Regions from separate parts of the Sus scrofa genome. Here regions 1 and 2 are each linked to region 3. Evidence: chromatin contacts called from public HiChIP or PLAC-seq data. All regions are on one chromosome and are shown on one strand. Each heading gives the region's core, a stretch centred on a gene start, on an enhancer-like site or on the middle of the called end of the contact. The rest is flanking DNA. Distances are from core to core; before and after follow the strand shown. Region 1 holds the start of MBNL2 (muscleblind-like protein 2). Region 2 holds the start of STK24 (serine/threonine-protein kinase 24). Region 3 holds the start of IPO5 (importin 5).

What was found. HiChIP or PLAC-seq counts read pairs in DNA pulled down with a chosen protein or histone mark.
Region 1: an H3K27ac HiChIP or PLAC-seq map of alveolar macrophages shows a contact between it and region 3. The contact joins the promoter of MBNL2 here to the promoter of IPO5 in region 3. A contact is called at or near these places in 1 of 47 Hi-C or Micro-C datasets (embryonic fibroblasts) and 1 of 2 datasets of contacts at active chromatin or transcription factors (alveolar macrophages).
Region 2: a contact with region 3 is called in an H3K27ac HiChIP or PLAC-seq map of alveolar macrophages. The contact joins the promoter of STK24 here to the promoter of IPO5 in region 3. A contact is called at or near these places in 1 of 5 promoter capture datasets (liver), 1 of 47 Hi-C or Micro-C datasets (heart right ventricle) and 1 of 2 datasets of contacts at active chromatin or transcription factors (alveolar macrophages).

Annotation. Positions count from the first base shown.
Region 1 is chr11:66,479,987-66,483,324 of Sscrofa11.1, forward strand. It overlaps MBNL2 (muscleblind-like protein 2), which reads left to right and starts at 1,937. Exons shown (of 10, transcript XM_021065800.1): 1 at 1,937-2,905.
Region 2 is chr11:67,564,357-67,567,464 of Sscrofa11.1, forward strand. STK24 (serine/threonine-protein kinase 24) reads right to left here and starts at 1,286. Exons shown (of 11, transcript XM_021065380.1): 1 at 833-1,286. The coding sequence starts at 874.
Region 3 is chr11:67,017,952-67,021,362 of Sscrofa11.1, forward strand. It overlaps IPO5 (importin 5), which reads left to right and starts at 1,348. Exons shown (of 26, transcript NM_001244301.1): 1 at 1,348-1,458. The coding sequence starts at 1,369.

The DNA of each region.
Region 1 (3,338 bases), core at 687-3,186, 540 kb before region 3:
AGAAGGGTCAGATGATCGTCATATTCTTGACTGGTATAACTGGATGGATATGATATCAGTTCTCGAGATGGGAGTCATGAGATGAGCAAGTCTGTTCATGGCATCTTGCTAAATGATGTAGAGATTAAAACAAGAAGAGCCATCTTTTAGTGAGCATTTACCACGTGCCAGCCACTGTATAGACATTTCACATGTATTATCTCAATGAACATACTACATAAGCCTAGCTCTCTGCGATGGGGAGATCAGCTCAGTGCTGAGGGTTTAATGGTCTGTGCAGAATGCCTTTACAGGGAAGAGTGTAAGACATTGTGAACAGGAAAGTGGCCATCACAGAAGCTGAGGTCTCAAGGTTGGGTAAAATTTCCAATGAAGCGCTTGGGAGGCAGGTTGTAAAGATGGGCTCTAAGAGCCAGGTCCTGGCGAATCAGGTGTGACTCCATCAAAAAGTTCACTTAGAAAAACATTATAGAAAAAGTTGAGGAGCAAAGGAGGGCCCAGATTATGAAGAACCTTGAACACCAGTACTTTGGGATTTATGGAGAGAAGAACTGAATATGGAAGGAACGTGATACTACCTGATTTTGGAAAACCTGTCTAGCAACAGGGGAGCTTGAGCGTGGGGAGGCTTGAGTCCCAGAAGGTAGCTTATTAGCATTTGTATTAGCTGGGCAATAGGTCAGAGTTGTAACTAGCTAGAAGGAAAAAATATTCAACCAGATCTAGTTTCACTGAATGAAAATAGAAAAATGAGTCAAAGAAGACTAAAATTTCAGGACTGAAATTTAAGGGAAAGGTAGTTTCAAAGTCAGCATCAGAGGGGGGATCAGGAAGAGGATATTCATAAACCTGTGATATCCTACTTACATGCAGGGTAATAGAAAGAATATTTAAAAATAATTTTTACCAGTTCCAGCATGGAGATCGTTTAAATTTCCAGAAAAATTATGGTAGATGAAAGCCTGCCAGTTATACATGTGATGGATTTACATTGGGATGAAAAGAGCATTATAAGATTTGGGAGGAATGAAGTATGGTATTCTATTGGAGAAATACCCTCCAAATCATATGAAACATTGTGATTTTAAAATGCATTTGTGGAGTTCCTGTCGTGGTGCAGTGGTTAACGAATCCGACTAGGAACCATGAGGTTGCGGGTTCGATCCCTGGCCTTGCTCAGTGGGTTGAGGATCTGGCGTTGTCGTGAGCTGTGGTGTAGGTCGCAGACGCAGCTCAGATCCTGTGTTGCTGTGGCTATGGTGCAGGCCAGCAGCTGTAGCTCCTATTCGACCCTAGCCTGGGAACCTGCATATGCTGCAGGTGTGGCCCTAAGAAGCCAAAAAAAAAAAAAAAAAAGAAGAAGAAGAAGAAAAAAAAATGCAATTTGGCAGGGAACTATACTCAATGTTACATAATAACCTATAAGGCAAAAAATCTGAAAAAGTATAGATGGATATATATATGTATAACTGAATCCTTTTGCTTTCACTGAAACTAACACAACACTGTAAATCAACTATAATATAAATAAATAGCAATTGGCAAAATCAAAGGAAATCATGAATCCCACACCAACGGTTACTTCATTACAGGTGCACTGGACAGTTGCTTATAAACAATAGGGTGTGGGTTCAACCTTTCAGGGCTTTGTTCGTGCCTTGGTCTAGCCAGGTACCATGAGATAATTTTTTAAATTCAAAATGTTGTGTTTAGTGGAAGGAAAGCATATGTGTTTTGTGTTTTCTAAATGCCATTTTTTTTTTTCAAAATAGAGTACAGTTGACTGGGAAAAAATAAATAACCCTTAGTAACCTTTGCATTTCTGTGCTCCTGCTGTATCTCAGGGAACTTCAGCACCTTCAAAGCATCCTTTGTGGAGCCACACCTGATGGCGCCCCTTGGATCACGTGTCATGCGTGCTCAGCAGTAAACATCTTGCCGTAATCGTCGCTTCCTTAAGGACAATGTGGACCAGTGCACAGTATTTCTCAAGTGGTACCTAAGAATCTTAGGGTCAGGTTAAGGCACACCTTATCCTCTCAGAGAAGCCTGCCAAGAGCACAAAAGGCTCAAGTATCGATATCCATTTTATTGTTCAGAATTCCCTAATTGAAGGCCCCGGGAGTCTGAAAACTTGGACGAAAGATATACGGGCTGCAGTAACAGATGTCCTAGAGGAAAACTGTGCAACGGATAAGGGCATGTTTTGACTTCGAATAGGCACTTGGGCCAACGCGTTCTTCCTCACTAACGGAAGGTGTATGGATTTCCACGGCAGGCACCGAATTGTTTCTCCTTTCGGAAAAAAATATATGCTTTGTCCAATGGGATAATGACTTCAGTTTCCAGCACAACCCGGATTTCTTTGGATCCTGCGGAGTTCTGCCTTTCCCAAAGTATTTCCAGGGCAGCCGCAAGCCCTGGCTGTCTTCAAGGCTGTTCTCTGGAGCTGCCCCTCTCTCTGCTCTGCCAATTATGTGCCACTTTGTCTTGGTGCCCTGACTGCTTTCTTCTGAGAGGGAAATTCCTCTTTCATCAGTATGGATGCACTGTTTTCACACACTGCAAGTGCTGTGTTGCTGTGTCAGTCATCCTATGAGGGCCAGTTTCAGACGAGTAGGGCTGACGAGCTGGCTGGGGATTGGCTGCCCACGGCGGGGCGGGGTTTGTCGGAAGGAAGGGCTGCAGCTTACAGCAACAGAGTTTAGACTGTCTTTGCTTCATCATCTGAAGGCAAAATTTTCCAGATACGGCAGACGGGTCTCAGAGTACAATACACAGGGAATGAGAACTATTTACATGGAAATTTCTTCCTCATGATGCAGCGGAGAAGCCTCGGCCGACTGATTCTGCCAGATGTTCCTGGGGTCACTGTAAAGGGAAAGGAGAGGCAGAGCTAAACAAGGTAAGGGAATCACCCCCCCACCCCCTTCTTCTTCTTCTGTTTTTTTTTTTTTTTTTTTTTCCCCCTGAATGTTTAAAGAGTTTGCTGCAGTATGCTGCATTCCGTGTGTGTTGCTTAGGGAAGCCGGGGAAACCGGATTCCACTAATTCAAATGTAATACTTGCGGGGGGACCCTGGAGTTTTACGTAACATTTTGATTTGAGAAAAAGGAATGGCAAAGCGTGAATCTGTGCCGCCTGTTTGGGGTGAGGCAGAAAACGAGTTTTTTCTTCAAAGAATAGATCCATTGATTATTCAACAAAAAGCATTTGAATTCTGGCGAGCGTTCTTATTTTCTGGTTCTAGAAAATTTTCTGACTGCCATAGTTAGCTCGGGCATAAAGTTTAACGTTGATCCCATTATTTGAAAACAGACTTGTAATTAAGAAAATGA
Region 2 (3,108 bases), core at 36-2,535, 550 kb after region 3:
AGTCCTGTAAATTGGAAATGCAACTTCTCTCCCCGCCCCCACCCCCCGCACCCCTGCCCCCACTCCAAAAAAAGTCACTGGAAGGCCAAGGAGCCACCAAGTAGCATCGGAGAGGTTTACTGGGAAGGGACTGGGCTGCATCCAAGGCAAAGCCCAGCGTGCCGGGATCCACCCTCGAGGGCACGGGGTTCGAAGGATCCCTTCTTCCGGAAGGTTTACGGGCTCGCACTTTCCCCTCCGTCGGCACCAGGAGGAAACGCGCCGAACAAACGCGCTGGAAGTGGAGCTGGCAGTTACACCTTCCTCCACCCCGCCCTGCCTCCGCCGCCCCGCGGGCCCCGGACCAGTCGGGGCGCGCCCGGGGCTCCCCTCCCGCCTCTCAACTTTACTGCCCCCTCGCCGGGGCGGCCCGGGGCCTCCAGCGCCCGCCGCCCGCGCCGGGGCCCAGAGAGCGAGCCGGGCCTCCAAGGGCATTTCCCCACATCACTTCTCCCCGGGGATGGGCCGGCGCGGGGCCTGCGGCTCGGGAGGCGCCGGGGGCAGAGGACGCGGGCAGGGCGAAGCGCCGGCACCCCCACGGCCCCCTCGACCCCCTGCCCGCCGGGGCCGCCTCCAGGCCGCGGCCCCAGCTCCCTGCACCCTTCCGCCCCCGAGACCCAGGCCGCGGGGCCGCTCGGGGCGCCCCGGGGGCTGCGAGCGCGGCGCGGGAGGCCGGCGCGACCCCGGAAGGGGCAGCGGAGGGGGAGGGGGCCGTGTTTACACCGCCAAGTTCCCCGCTTCCGCCCCGGCCCGGGCATCCCTCGCTGCCCTCGGCAGCCGGGTTCCTGCCTACCTGCATGCCGGGCAGGCCCGACTGCACCGGGGAGTGAGCCATGGCGGTCAGGACAGCCACTTCCTGGGACGGGACGGCCGGGCCGCGGCGATCCGCGCGGGCGACGAGGCCCGCGGGCCGCGCGCAGCCCTCGGGCGGCGGGGGCGGCCGGCCAAGCCCGAGTCCGGCTTCGGTGGGCCGGCCGGAGCCCGAGGCCACCCCAGCCCCCGCGGGTCCCGGGCCGCGCGGCGGGCTCAGGGGCCGGCGGCGGGCCGCGTCTCCATGCACCGCGCCGGGGAGGGGCTGCCAGGGGCGCGGGGCCTCGCCGCGAGCTGCTTCCGCTCCTGCCGCCGCCGCTGCCGCTTCGGCGGCTGCTGCTGCCTCTCGGCTGGGAGCCGGCGGCCTGGGCCCGTGCGCTGGCCGCCTGGAGCCGGAGTGGGCGCGCACAGCCGGCCGAGCCTGCGAGCGCCGAGCGCGCCCCGCCCCGGCCCGGCCCCCGCGCCCGCCCCCGCGGCCCGGCCGGGGACCCCGCCCCGCGCTTCCGGGAGGGGGAGGAGGAGGCTGGCGGCCGCCGGGCGCCCTAGGCCGCAGCCGCCTGCGCTGCCGCCGGCCCGGGCGGGTGGGGGTCCGCGCGTCTCCCGCGGGCTGCGCCCCCCTCCCAGCCGGCGGGGCGGAGCTGGGAAGAGGGCGCGCGGGCGGGAGTGGGGAGGGGGACACAATCGAAGGCGGTCCCGGGGCGACCGCCCCCAGGCCCCGGCCAGTCGGGCGCCCCGGGGGACTGGGCGGCCAGGGCTCGCTGAGTGCCAACTCTTGCCAGACCATCTCCCTCCTGCCCTCCGCGCGAGCCCACCCCTCCCCGCCTGGCCCCGGGGAAGCGGGCTCCCGGCGACCTCTCCGGGGGCAGAGTCGGGGCCAGGGGGACCTCGAGAGGGAGCGTGCCCAGCGGGGCCTCAGCCAGTGGCCGGTTCAAAACTACCAGGGCGGAGCTTCTTGGTGTCTGGGTGAAGTTTCCAACCAACCCAAGGAGGAAAGCGGGAGGGGAGAGGCCGAGAGTAGTTAATTCCGCGTTTTGGCGACTTGAAAACACCCTGCTTGGAATACTAGGAGCTGTAAACTTAGCTGAGGAGTGGGGGGCTGAACCCCACCCTCTCTGGGCCCCGGAGAATATGCAAATTTAAGAATATGTAAATTACAATAGGGGATCGTCTGCCCCCGAGAAGGGGAAAGTGGGGGAGGGAGGGGGAGGAGGAAGGGACACAATGAAAGGAAACCCTGTCTAGACTTTCCCCTGGCCTTCTCCCGCTCTTTCCGCTGCCTCCACCTTTTAGACACCTCTCCTCCAACTACAGAGGAAAGAAATAAGAAGGAATGAATCAGTGCTGCCTCCAGAAAGTAGTATTTTATTTACAACGACAAACAGTGGCAGCCACTGCAGTGATGTGCCGTATCCCCGGTTGTGAGGACCGGTGAATGCCCACGTGGCACCGCGGGCGAGGTTGGACAAACAAAAATGAGCCCCCACGAGTTCACAGACTATTGGAAAAAACTAAAAAGTCCTCCCCCTGAAAAAAGGATTGTTTATTCTCTGAAGTGTCACTGTATTCAGAGCTCTGGATCAGACTAGGAGTGAGGTGCTAAAATGTAATCTTTGCCTTCCCTTTGGAAATCTGTATTCTCCCCCCCCCCCCCGGCGCCGCCCCCCCCAATTGGTCCAGAGGACTTTCAGAGACCTTGTCACTTGGTGGTGAAGCCGTGTCACCCCCAAGTACTGTGAAGAGAATGTAACAAATAGAAAGTTAAGAAAAGCATGAACCCTGATACTTGGGAGCGTGCCAGCATGTGTAAATTTAGTGCATCTAAAAAATGGGCACATAAAGGGGTGGATGGCAAAACAGGCAAGAGAATGCATCTTAAAAATCTTCGTCATCTTCAACCCAGGAATTTTACTTACAGTACCATATCCTAAGACAAAAAGAAGTGCAGAAGAATGGATATAAAAAGATGTGATGCAGTGATATTTATGATCGTGGGAAAACTGGAAACAGATTTAAAGTCTAACAGAGACGGTTAGTTAAATGATGATAGATTCATATAGTCATTAAAAATGATGTATTTCTAGTAACATGAGAAAATATTTTCAGTATATATTGTGAAGAAAACGCAGGGTACAAAGCAATGTATGTATAATCTGATCTCAAGGCTACTTCATAAAAAAAGTTATATTTAAATTTTAAATATACATCATTTACACATGCACACACACACATAGATAGTTTTATATGTAAATAAGAAAAAAA
Region 3 (3,411 bases), core at 98-2,597:
AGAACCTCAACAGAATAGTCAATAGGAAATTAAATTCCCCAAGTTAAATACCATGGACCACCAGAGTGTAGTAGTCTCTATTGTACCCAATGAGGAAACTTCTCACTAGAAATGTGTCTTTTTGAGGCAAAAATGAATTGTGTCACTTTTTCCACTGTCACCCTTGGCCCACTGCATTGGACACAGTAGGGCCTCAACAAAAGTGCCCTTCGACAACTGCTCTCTCAGCCTTGGGGCGCTCCAACGGTAAGGGCAGATTGGAAGTATTATCTCAGCATTGTGTACTGCAATTGAAACCAGGTCTCTGAGCCCCCTATGGACCGGTGTTTATCAAACACCTACTGAGACTTAAGTCCTACAAACCAGTGTTTCTTTAAGGAAGAGGGTCTTAACTTTCCCCCAACCAATGAAAAACTGGGACCTCAAAACAGGGAATTCAAAGGAATAGCCAAGGATCCTAGGGTGGTAAAAGAGGGGGAGGCAAATGCGCTCCGTGTACATCTCAGAGGACAGCGGGCTGGGGGTGGGTAGGCCTGGCCGGAGAGCCCAGGGCTGAGTAACCCCTCTTCCGGGCAAGCCCAGCGCGTGAGTCACCAGTGAGGTGTCGGGAGGAAGGGGCTGCCTGAGTCATAGCCCTTGGGGAGGTCGGAGGGTCTAACCGGTGCGAGGATCTGTGGAGCTGGGGGTGGAATTTAAGTCGGAAGTGGATTTTGGATTTCGAAATCCATTCCCTCCCTTCTTCTGGGATGGGGGATCTAGGGTCTCTGGGGCCGGGGTGGAGGGGGAGAGGGAAGGACTGGAGCTGGGGGCGCTCCCGAGGTCGCAGGGAGGAGCTTAGCCGGCTAGCGGGGGAGGAGGCCGGCCAGCCCGGGGCGCCGAAATCTCCCGCGCTCTGGAGCTGGCCCCACCTCCCCAGCCGGGCCTCACGCCCCTCGCAGCCGCCAGGCCGGCCAGCCGGCTCCTCCCGCCCTCCCCACCACGCCGCGGCAGCCACAGCTGGGCGGCCGAGTCCCCGCCCGACCCTGCCCGCGCCGAGCCGGGCGGCCCGCCGCGCGCCGCCAGTGACGGCACTGCAGGGTGCGTGGCCAATCGGCGCGGCCCCCGAGGAGAGGCCTCGGCCCCGCCCCCAGAGCTCAGGGCCAATGGGACGCCGGCGCCGGTGGCCGCGGCGGGGTGAGGGGTCGCGAGGCCCCGCCCCATCCTCCCCTTTCCCCTTTGCCCCGCCCTTTCCCGCCCGGCCCCCCAGCCCCAAGCCGCTGCTGGTGCCGGTCCCCGCGCTGGGCCCGCCCCCGCCCCTCCCGCCGGCCCGCCAGCGCGCCTCACAGCGCCTGTCTCCCCTCCCTCCTTCTCTCTCTCACGCCTAGCGCAATGGCGGCGGCCGCGGCGGAGCAGCAACAGTTCTACCTGCTCCTGGGAAACCTGCTCAGCCCCGACAATGTGGTCCGGAAACAGGCAGAGGTAACCGAGCTCGCCGTCCCGGACTTCGCGCTCCGGCCGGCGCGCCGACCCTTCCCCTTACGCCGCCCGCTGGGCCTCGGCAGCTCCGCCGCTGCCGCGCAGGCCGGGCCGGCCGGGCGGCGGCCGCGCAGCCCACGTGTGAGGCGGCCCGCGGCTCCCGGCGGTGCCCCCGGGCTCTTTCGGCCCTTGCAGCCGCGGTGCCCGGCGCCAGTTACCTCGTCGCCGCGGTTCACACACGTGCGGCTGCTACTGACATGCTGCCCCCGCCCAGATGGGGAAGCCGGGCGACAGGGACAGGGAGGGATGGGGGGTGTGGGGCGGGCCCCGGGGCTCCCCTCGCTCCTTTCTCACTTTCCCCTGCTGGGAGCCTCCCCAGCCCTTCCAGCGGCGCTCTGCAGCCTGTCCAGCCCTTTGGTTCCCCCAAACCCTGGTTTCTCCCTGACCCGTCACCCCTGCCTCTCCCCTGCCCCTCACTCTTCACACGCCGTCTGTCCCTCTCGTCCCCATTCGCTCCTATTGAAATGTGTGCCTTGCCTTCTCGGCTTCCCTCTGTCTCTTTCCATTTAGTCCCTTTTCTCAGTCTGGTTCCTAACGTCAGAAGCCGGATTTCCCTCCCCAGCCACCCCCCAATTGTGTGAAGTTGCCTTTAGGATTTCTTTCTAAGCATCTTGTACCTCCCTTTGCTCATCCATCAGATAAGTCTTCCTTGATCTCTAGAGAGTTGTGTTCTTATAAATGGGATGTCCTGGGACTTTTCGTTGTCTTAACTGGGCCAGTGCCATATGTTTAAGCTTTTAATTTCTCTGAATCAGCCTGAATCTCTTTTTTTAACCACCTCTGGCTCCTGACCTCCAAAATGTGGAGCTGTTAATAAAGTTTCAAGAGACAGTATTTCAGAGGTATCTGCAAGTAGGTATTTACCAAGTGGGAGTATCGTGCGCTTGGTTCTTTGGAAGACTGTTAGTACTAAGTCGGTGTGGAGATGCGATTTGGGACACTTCAGGGGAAGGGCAGAAACTTTGCAGTTTCTATACAGTGCATTATTTAGCCCTATCCTCAAACCTGATTGTATATGGAGTTCTTTGCCACCACATGATGGAAGATTTTTACAAGATTCAGTGGAGAATGTTCAGCCAGATGTTTTTACAGAATAGAAAGGGACTTTCACATAGTTAATGAAATTGGGGGACAGATCCTCCTCTGGACTCGTGGGATTTGTAGTTGTCTTTAAAATCACAACATCAGCAGATTGAGGATCTGCCGCTTATGCTTAGTGGTTTTATGATCTGTGAAGTATATACACTGGAAGTTCAGTTTCCTATGAAAAGCACTTTAAACAGCTATCAACTTTATTCTAATAGGCTTTTTCGATTCATTTACTATACCTGTAATACATAATCAGGGTAAAAATTCAAGCTGCAAATAGTTTTTTATCCCATTCCCCAAAGGACACTTTTGAGTGTTGAATCTTCCTTGCAGATATCTTTATGAGAGTGTATGTATACATTTAATTTTTACATGCATGGGCTTTTAATATGCATCCTCTTGTGCAACCTGGAATTTTCACTCAGTGTGTTTCACTTTGCCACCTTAGGGGTTTTGTTTGTTTGTTGTTTGTTCTTACGCAACTATAGATGAGTTTACTCTGCTAACCACCTATGAATGGACATTGAGGCTTCCAGTGTCCACTCCTAAAAATAGTGCTGCCCATAGGAGCACATCTATACCTACCTTTTCAGGCTTTGCCAGATTTCTTTGTGGAATATTTGTCCTTAAAAGTCATGTGCATTTATTAGTTGCCTCAATTTCCACTGCTGTCAATGGGATATGATGAGCCTATTAAAAAAAATTTTTTTTAATGCTTTCTGCTAACTCTAGAGGTAATTCTTCACTAAAGTAAGTTCTTAATCCCAACCCATAATAGAAATTTCCATGTGTTACAAAGCAGAACAG